Regions from separate parts of the Mus musculus genome. Here region 2 is linked to region 1. The links are chromatin contacts, called in public Hi-C maps. All regions are on one chromosome and are shown on one strand. The core of a region is the stretch at or near the end of the contact, and the rest is flanking DNA. Distances in the headings are between cores, read along the strand shown.

Region 1 (4,042 bases), core at 1,374-3,873:
TGTACCCATTAGTGCAGATCAACCTTAGGAATCCAATTGGGTCCATTTTAAAGATGGGATAGCAACCACCCATGTCTTCTTAAGGAGTAAGACGCTCTTTATTCTCTGGCGGCAAGTGCATTAGTAGGCTCCATTCTAGGCATTGGGTACAGCTAAGAAAGGTCCATCCCTGCCGTGCTTGCAGTGATCTGGTGAAGAAGAACTCACTGGTAACCAGTCCTAGGCTCTTGTTTAAAACTTCGGTGTCGCAGTTAGCACCTCTACTGAGCACTACGTACGGTCAGCATACATGCATGCGTCGTTGCACGCATGCACACACACTCATGTGTGCACACATACTGCCCATTCTCAGCTCATGTTGCCTGTTCTTCCCCAGATCAAGTCCAACGTGAACCGCCAGAATGCTAAGTATGTGCTCCAAGGAGAGTTTGCTGGCAAGATCTTCGGGGTCGATGCTAACACAGGGAATGTGCTTGCCTATGAGAGGCTAGACCGGGAGAAAGTCTCTGAGTACTTCCTTACTGCCCTCATTGTGGACAAGAACACCAACAAAAACCTGGAACAACCTTCCAGCTTCACTGTCAAGGTGCATGATATAAATGACAATTGGCCTGTGTTTTCGCACCAGGTATTCAACGCATCTGTGCCAGAGATGTCAGCTATAGGTATGCACCTAGTCTTCCCTCTCTCCTCCCTTCCTCAACACCAGCCTGAAGACACCTCTCACATCAGCCACCTCAATGCTTAGGGTCAGGCTCCAGTAAGCTCAAGGAAGTAGTTGTAATGCTATCTTGTGCCTTTACATGATTTCAAAATGTGTCCCTAAAGGCTAAACTCTGACCTAGCCCCAAAATAAACCCTGACCCTAATCATAGATGGGTTTTAATCTTCACAATGTGCTGAACACTGACTCTCATTATAGCCTGGGCCTTGATCCTGACCGCAGAGTGTGCTGTCACCCTAGATATGGGCTTAGGAGGTACTAGCCTGTCTTCATCCTGCTTACAGAAGGTCCAGGCAAAGAGTGTGTCTCTCTCTACTCTTCTGTCTGGGATCTGTGCTCAAGGCCATGGAGCCAGACCTTCTTGAGGAAACCCAGAACTCCAAAGGATGAGAAATGGAATCTCAACCCCTCTGGGAACTTTGCAACACCCTTCCTAGTCCCGCATTCATACTTTCAGAAAATGAAAATCTACCCAGACGTCACCTATGTTTCTCTCTCAAACCCAACCCCTTCCCTTCTTCATTTCTCCCACAAACACACACACCACCTGTTCTCTCTGCCTGCTTCATGACTGCTCCGGCTGGCACTTTGTCCTCATGATGGCCCCTCTAGCACAAGGCAGCCTTCATTCCCTCATCTTGGGCAGTAGGAACAGCAGAACCCCCATCTACTCCCACCAGGAAATGGGGTGAGGGCCAGTCATGAGCGGACATACCAGAATTCTCTCTCTCCACAGGGACCTCTGTCATCCGTGTGACAGCAGTGGATGCAGATGACCCCACTGTGGCCGGCCACGCCACTGTCTTGTACCAAATCGTGAAAGGAAATGAGTATTTCAGCATTGATAATTCTGGTCTGTATGACTAAGCCTTTTGGGCGGGTACCCATTTGGAGGGATGGAGGAGGGACGTGAATATTGCAGGTACCAGTGTATAGAGAACATTAACCTGATAGGTGTCACCAGCCACTGATCCAGAGAAGGAATGCATAATACACATAAAGACATGTTGGAGTGGGTTAGGGGAGAAGGAAGCAGACAAGCGCCCAAAGCAGGACCTCAAGTCCAGAAAGAAGATCGGGGCCTTTTCACCCAAGCATAGACCAGGACTCAACAGAACATGCTGGTTGGAAAGTCTTTTGTACACATTCAGAGACATCTGATTTGAACCCAGAACTACTGCTCAGCCCTACAGCCCTTGCACAAGTTAGCTACCACCTAAGAGCCTCACGTCCTTCGTCCAGAAGATAGGAATGCTCACACTCCCTTGCCAAGTAGCCGAGACGTTGAAATTCGATTTCGCATAGGCACAGCCATGCCACAGAAATTTTTTTCCATGCCTTGTTAAGAGAAAAAACTTTAGACCAATTAAACTTTATCAAGTTTAATTTTTGCAAAGAACAGTTCACAAATTGGGACACCCCAGAAGCTAAACAAGTTCAGAGAAACCCCAGGGCTGCCACATAGTTGGGTGATATTTATAGTACAGGGAAAAAAAAAACCCTGCAGTCTAGAAACAGCTCGGATGGTTCCAGCTGGGGTGTCTGCCTTATTTGAATAGCTGTGAACAGGTGGCAGCCTATGATTAACTGAAGCACAGCCGCTGTGATTGGCTGAGCAAACTCCTAAGTTAGGGCTTTAAGTGTATTTACATGCTACTAGGTTGCAGTTCATCACAGGATTCAAGTCTGCAAGTCCAGAAGGCTTCTTGGGCCAACTTTGGTGTCTAATTTTAAAAGCTGTAAGTACTGAGCCCTGGAAGCAAGAAAGAAAGCAAGTTAGGCAAGCCAGACACCCTTGTCTTCCAGAAGATGAGCAAAGACAGAGTGTAACTGGTACTCCTATGTGCACCAAGAGATACATCACTAACCTATCACAGCACTCTCAGCACTAAAAAGGGCAGTCATTTCCATGTATGTCAGTACAGACATCATTAATCAAGCACAGCACAGCCAATCATGTCTATGTGTACCACGGCAGTCATCACTAATCTATCGCACTCTGAGCCTGGAATTGGCAGTATGGTCTTTCTCAATATAACATTCTCCCTGGCTAGGAACAATATTGGACCATACATTTGGCCAGATTTTAGCCATACAGGGCAAGGGATGGCGTTAGTGGGTTTGGGGTTCCCAATCTCAAATACATAGTGAAGTTGCTTATGTATTTCTGAAAGGATCTGAGCATTCAGATTTTCTCAAGGCTCCACAGATAACACAATTCCTGTTGGGACACTCTTCTTCTCAGGACTCATTTTCACAAAGATCAAAAACTTGGACCGAGAGAAACAGGCTGAATACAAGATCGTGGTGGAAACACAAGATGCCCTGGGTCTGCGGGGAGAGTCAGGCACAGCCACTGTGATGATCAGACTGGAGGACATCAATGACAACTTCCCCGTCTTTACTCAATGTAAGCCCCTCCCCCATAGGCCTTTAAGTGGACAGGGGCAGAGACAATCCAGATTCAGTGACTTGGGAGTTTTCAGAGGGTGCCCCAAATCCCTCTACTTCTTGCTATATCCCAGGGGGCTTCTGAAGCCAGAGTAGGGAGGCCCTGACTCATCCTAGTGCTTTGCTCTCAAGGTCACCCAACTGTCCACTGATGAGTCCCTTCACAGACCAGATTTTAAAAAATTCACAGCCCTGCCGATGGCACTGCAATGCTTCAAGTCCCACTGAGAGACAGGAGCCATTTCACGCAGAACCTCTGAGATTGAGGGCCCAGCTCTAAAATCCCAGAGAATAGGGTACAACCACAATCTGGTATAAACATACCCACAAATTGAATTTCCCTTTAGAAACTGTCTGTCAAGAGCTTTTCCTGTGCCCCCAGTGAGAGTGGGCAGTAGAAGTAAGTTGCTATGTTCATGGAACCGACTAGCTATGTGGAAATTCAGGCCTCAGCTGACTCCCAAATTATCTAGTTCTGAAGTAGCTCTATTACTTCCTAAAGGTGAGATTTGTCTCGCTCATCTATTGATGTTCCAATGTACAGAAGGAGCTAACACCCTGCCAGCTTGACAGACAGACAAAAGGCAAGGCAGGCTTCCTTACCTTGGGACCCAGAATCATACCATCATAGTTTCTTGCCTGTTTTCTGTAGCAAAATACTGTTTGATACCCAGATAGGGCAGCACATGCCTGTGGCCCTAGCATTCAAGAGACGGAGACAGGAGATTTGCCAGTTCAAACCCAGCCTGGGCTACAGAGCAAGCCTCTATCTCAAAATTCCAAAGGCTAGGTGGTATAGTTCAGTGATAGAGTGCTTGCCTAGCCTGGGTAAGACCCTTGGTGTGTGTGTGTGTGTGTGTGTGTGTG
Region 2 (4,029 bases), core at 407-2,906, 120 kb after region 1:
AGGCACTAAGGTGCTCCAGCTGCCTTCTCCCCAGCCATCTGAGCTCAAGGCTTTCAGCTCCCTTACAGAAACGGGCCCTGACCACTTGGGAGTGACACACAACTGAAATCCCAGTGTTCAGGAGGGGTCGAAGCCGAAGGATCACAAGTTTGAGGCCAGCCTGGGGTGAGATGATCTCAAAGGAAGAAACTGAACCCTTGGGCTGGTGGTAACCAAAATACTGCTGCAACATTTAAACCTGTCTAACTTGCACTTCCTTTGACCTCACAGCCCCAACCCCCAGAGCCTGCCTGTCAAGCACCTCCTGACTGAGGCCACCCTGAGGTCCCTCGTGGATTCTCTGGTCTCCACTAGACAGCAGAAGGAAGTGAGAAGAACACTTCCCCCCACATCTGGGCGGGGCAATCGGCAGTGAAGCAAATAGATGCAATTTAAGCCGTTTAGATGGCTCGGTCAGCATCTTTGGCAGTTCACAAACACCTGAACATGAGTGCTTACTACCTGAATGCAGCTCGAGGCCCCACTCCCGCCCGTACACACAAGAAATGGCTAACGGTGATGGAATCTAAGGAGAGGAACCGGGCCACAAGAAGGAAGAGAGATTTGTGACCCTGGATATCGTCTTGGGTTTGGTTTTTCACTGTGCGCACCATTGTTTTTGTTCTCCGCCTCAAAAAAAAAAAAAAAAAAAAAAACAAAACCAAACCGAAATTACGCTGGAGAAAGCATGCAAAGAGAAACTTACCACTGCTTTTTTCTCCTTATCATTTTCTCTATCTTTATCTAAAAAAGGAAAGGAAATCGATGTTTCAATTATTCACTCTGCTCTGTGCTGACCTGATAAATGACCACACAGTCATTGCGTATGCGTGTTCCCTGGCTTACAAAAAATGTTTGCCATTCTTGGGACTCTCTACAGTTGGGTCCGTATGTGTCGCTGTACTGGGCCCAGGCCCATGTGTGCTTGCTTAGTTTCCTTTGCTCGGTACATTCTACTTTCCGTTTCACCTGGATTGTGTGCTTAGGATCTTCACAGCGCACCCAGGGATAACCTACACTCTGAGAGATTCCAAGGGTTGGGACCCAGGCTGTCTAGGCCAAGACTGGCAACACTGCCAACCCACCTGGCAGCAGCAGCCCGAGGCCAATGAAAGCTATGTCACCTGGCTTCCATTTCCGAAGAGAAAGATCCGCACTGCCAGCAAGAGGAGAAAGTCGCAAGCCTGAACCCGCCCCCTAGGTCCGCAGACACCTGCATCCACTAAGAGCTGATTAAATACAGCTCGTGCCCCAACTAGCCACCTCCCAAGCCTAAAGAATCTGACAATAAAAAATAAAAATTAAAAAAATGGGCCGAGAAGCCGCGTTTGAGCCCCACTAAGTGCCGATCCTGACAGTTCATTAGGGTCCCACAGTCCCCAGACCCTTCCTGGGGACTAGCAGGTGAGGGGGCGGGGTTCAGTGTGGCCCCTACGAGGTGGCACAAAAGCACTAGTTACCCGGAGGCCAGGCGCGGCGAGGTGCCCACAGCGGCCCGGCGCCCGAATCGAGGCTCCCGGGGCTCCCGGAGCTCCCCGGGCCCACGCTACGCAGGGACCGGGCAGCCCAACTACGCAGCGACCGCAGCAGCATAGTCCCTGGCTGATGTGCAAGTCCTACTTCCTTCCGGTGCGTCCTGGAGCCCCGCCCCACCCCTTGTCCGGCCCCGCCCCTTAAGGGATCCGCTAGTATTTCTCCCTCTAGGCTACACCGAAGAGATTCAAAGTGAGGATTTCCCCACTTACAGACCGCAGAATGGCCCTGACCCAAGTAGATTTAGAGAATGGATGGCATAATAATGCCGGGGACTGCTTAGTATATCCGATTACTTCCTTGGTTGCCGGCTCCATCCACACCTCGCACCGCCTACTCAGGATGTCCTGTATTTTCCTTCGAAAATACTCTGCAAGTAGACCTTGTCAAACTTGGGAACATTTTCCAAGCTTGTCCTTGGGCTTCAAAGGGCCCTCCTAGGTTTAATCCCCACCATCACAAAAAACAGTGTGAGGGACACAGGTGAGAGGGCCGTGAAAGCCATTGTTCCCAAATGTTACAGTCTTTGACATTTTCAACGTTTGGATTTTAATGTTCCTCGGGAAAGCATAACGAATATCTCCCCTGAATGAACAAAAAAGGGATAAGAAAAAAAGCATGTAAGGCCAACTTGTAAGCAAAAATAAGCTTGGGTACTATAATTCACCCATTCAAGACCAATAAGCCCAGATGTTGCCGCCTTGACTGTATATGGGCAGTTACAATGCGTGTAAAGAAGATTTCCACTTCTTCCAGGTGGCAAGATGCTGGCAGTCGTCTTGGGCAAAATGAAGAAAGACATTTTCTGGGTTTTGTTTTACTCTTTTAGATCTGTAACAAAAAAGCCATCACCCTAACAGGGCTTCCTGTTTATTTGCTAGGCACCTAGTAAAGGCAAATAAAATCTTCAAATTCAAAGTCGACAGTTGTGTGTGTGTGTGTGTGTGTGTGTGTGTGTGTGTGTGTGAGCGTCTTGGGGTGAGATTGTTGGTAACTGTTGATCAGATTCAGCCAAATGAACAGATCTTAGATGGGCAGGATCCAAAGAGATCTAAATGGACTGGGGTTGTGGGCTAGTTAATTCTTACCAAGGCAACACAAACTAGAAACACCTCGGGAAAGGGAGCCTCAATTGAGAAACTGGCTGCGGCAGATTGGCCTGTGCGCATGTCTGTGGAGCATATTCCTGTTGCTAATTGATGAAGGAGGGGTTTTGTTGTTGTTGTTGTTTTGTTTTGTTTTTGTTTTTTGCCTCCTTGCTATGGGCAATGCTGTCCCTGGGCAGGTGAGCTGCGGGTCTTTATGAATGAGCAAACCAGAGAACTACTGAAGCTGATAAACACTCTTAGTTCTTCTGCTTCTGCTTCTTCTGCCTCCGGTTCCAGCCTTGAGTTCCTACTTTGTCTTCCCTCCTGTAAGCCAAATAACCCTTTCTTCCCCCAAATTGCTTTTGGTCAGTGTTTGTTTTATCACAGAGAAGCAAACTAGGACGGGTGGTTATTCAGTTCTCCAAAAGAAATCATGAGACTTAATTCACATAATGGAAGTGACATATTCTTCCTGTGTCTATCATCATGAAATGCTCCAAGATGGTTTGTCCTGGCTACACCGGAGCACTTTATAAACTGTGGGACAACTAACAGCAGTGGGAGGCGAAAAGTACTCTAGAGACAGGCTTGCACGTTCTGAGAGCAAGGACAGACTAACAGGGCCAGGCCATAAGTTCAGGCTATATATTCTATAGCTATTGATGAGTGGCCCAGACCATGGGGACCCTTCGAGCAGAGAAGCAGACAGATCCTTGCTTTATAGAATTTATATTTTTTATTTTAACTGATACATAATTGTATTTATTTACAAGATACCATTGGATGTTTTATTACATGTGCACATTGTGTGATATTCATATCAGGATAAGTCTGTCTCTTCGGAATAATTTCTGTGCTGAAAACGGCCAAATTCCTTTCTTGTAGCCTTTTAGTTTTTAAATAAAACTATACATTTTCATTATCCGTGGTCAACCAGACTAACAGAACATCGGAACTTCTCTTGCCTAAGTCTAACTTACTACCAGTGAATCAACGTTTTCCTGGGGGATATTATACTTGTAATCTGGATGGGATCTAAAAAAAAAAAAAAAAAAAAAAAAAATGCTGAGGAATGACTAGACAAGGTAACCAAGGGAAATCCTAAGGAGGTGGCATTTGAGATGCTCAAATGGCGAAGAGGCTGGGCTGGCATTCTTGGGTTTTTCTCGCCTACTCCAACAGTGCTTCTCCACAGGAAAGCTCCAGGGCAGAGGAGCAGTGGTGGGGACCTGGCTTGGGTTAGGCTAGACAGGTGTCAGCAAGAGTTAGGAACTTAAGAGACCAGGAGGCGGAGCCAGTGGGCGGCCCGCGCTAGTGCGCAGGCGCGCCCGGACTTGGCCTGAGCGCGGTGCCGCAGGCCCAGCCCCGG

Evidence for each region. A called contact is a pair of places that touch in the nucleus more often than the background predicts.
Region 2: a Hi-C map of centroblasts shows a contact between it and region 1, with 2.1 times the contacts expected there. The contact joins the promoter of Tk2 here to the enhancer-like site in region 1. A contact is called at or near these places in 8 of 39 promoter capture datasets (the C10 cell line, the HPC-7 cell line, cranial neural crest and 5 more), 2 of 484 Hi-C or Micro-C datasets (B cells and centroblasts), 4 of 115 datasets of contacts at active chromatin or transcription factors (bone marrow-derived macrophages, embryonic stem cells and pro-B cells) and 3 of 9 other capture datasets (adipose tissue, liver and pancreatic islet).

The regions. Positions count from the first base shown.
Region 1 is chr8:104,125,083-104,129,124 of GRCm38.p6, forward strand. It overlaps Cdh5 (cadherin 5), which reads left to right. Exons shown (of 12, transcript NM_009868.4): 3 at 377-665; 4 at 1,461-1,577; 5 at 2,970-3,134. Among named protein-coding and RNA genes, the nearest start is that of Gm29682, 21 kb to the left of the region's middle. Within about 2 kb of position 2,624, at least 30 of the 459 cell types and tissues checked have an H3K27ac peak or open chromatin away from gene starts, as enhancers often do. A contact at or near this core is called in B cells and centroblasts, where this site is marked.
Region 2 is chr8:104,246,902-104,250,930 of GRCm38.p6, forward strand. Tk2 (thymidine kinase 2, mitochondrial) reads right to left here and starts at 1,657. Exons shown (of 10, transcript NM_021028.3): 1 at 1,500-1,657; 2 at 746-783. The coding sequence starts at 1,632. It overlaps Cklf (chemokine-like factor), which reads left to right and starts at 3,960. Exons shown (of 4, transcript NM_029295.3): 1 at 3,960-4,029.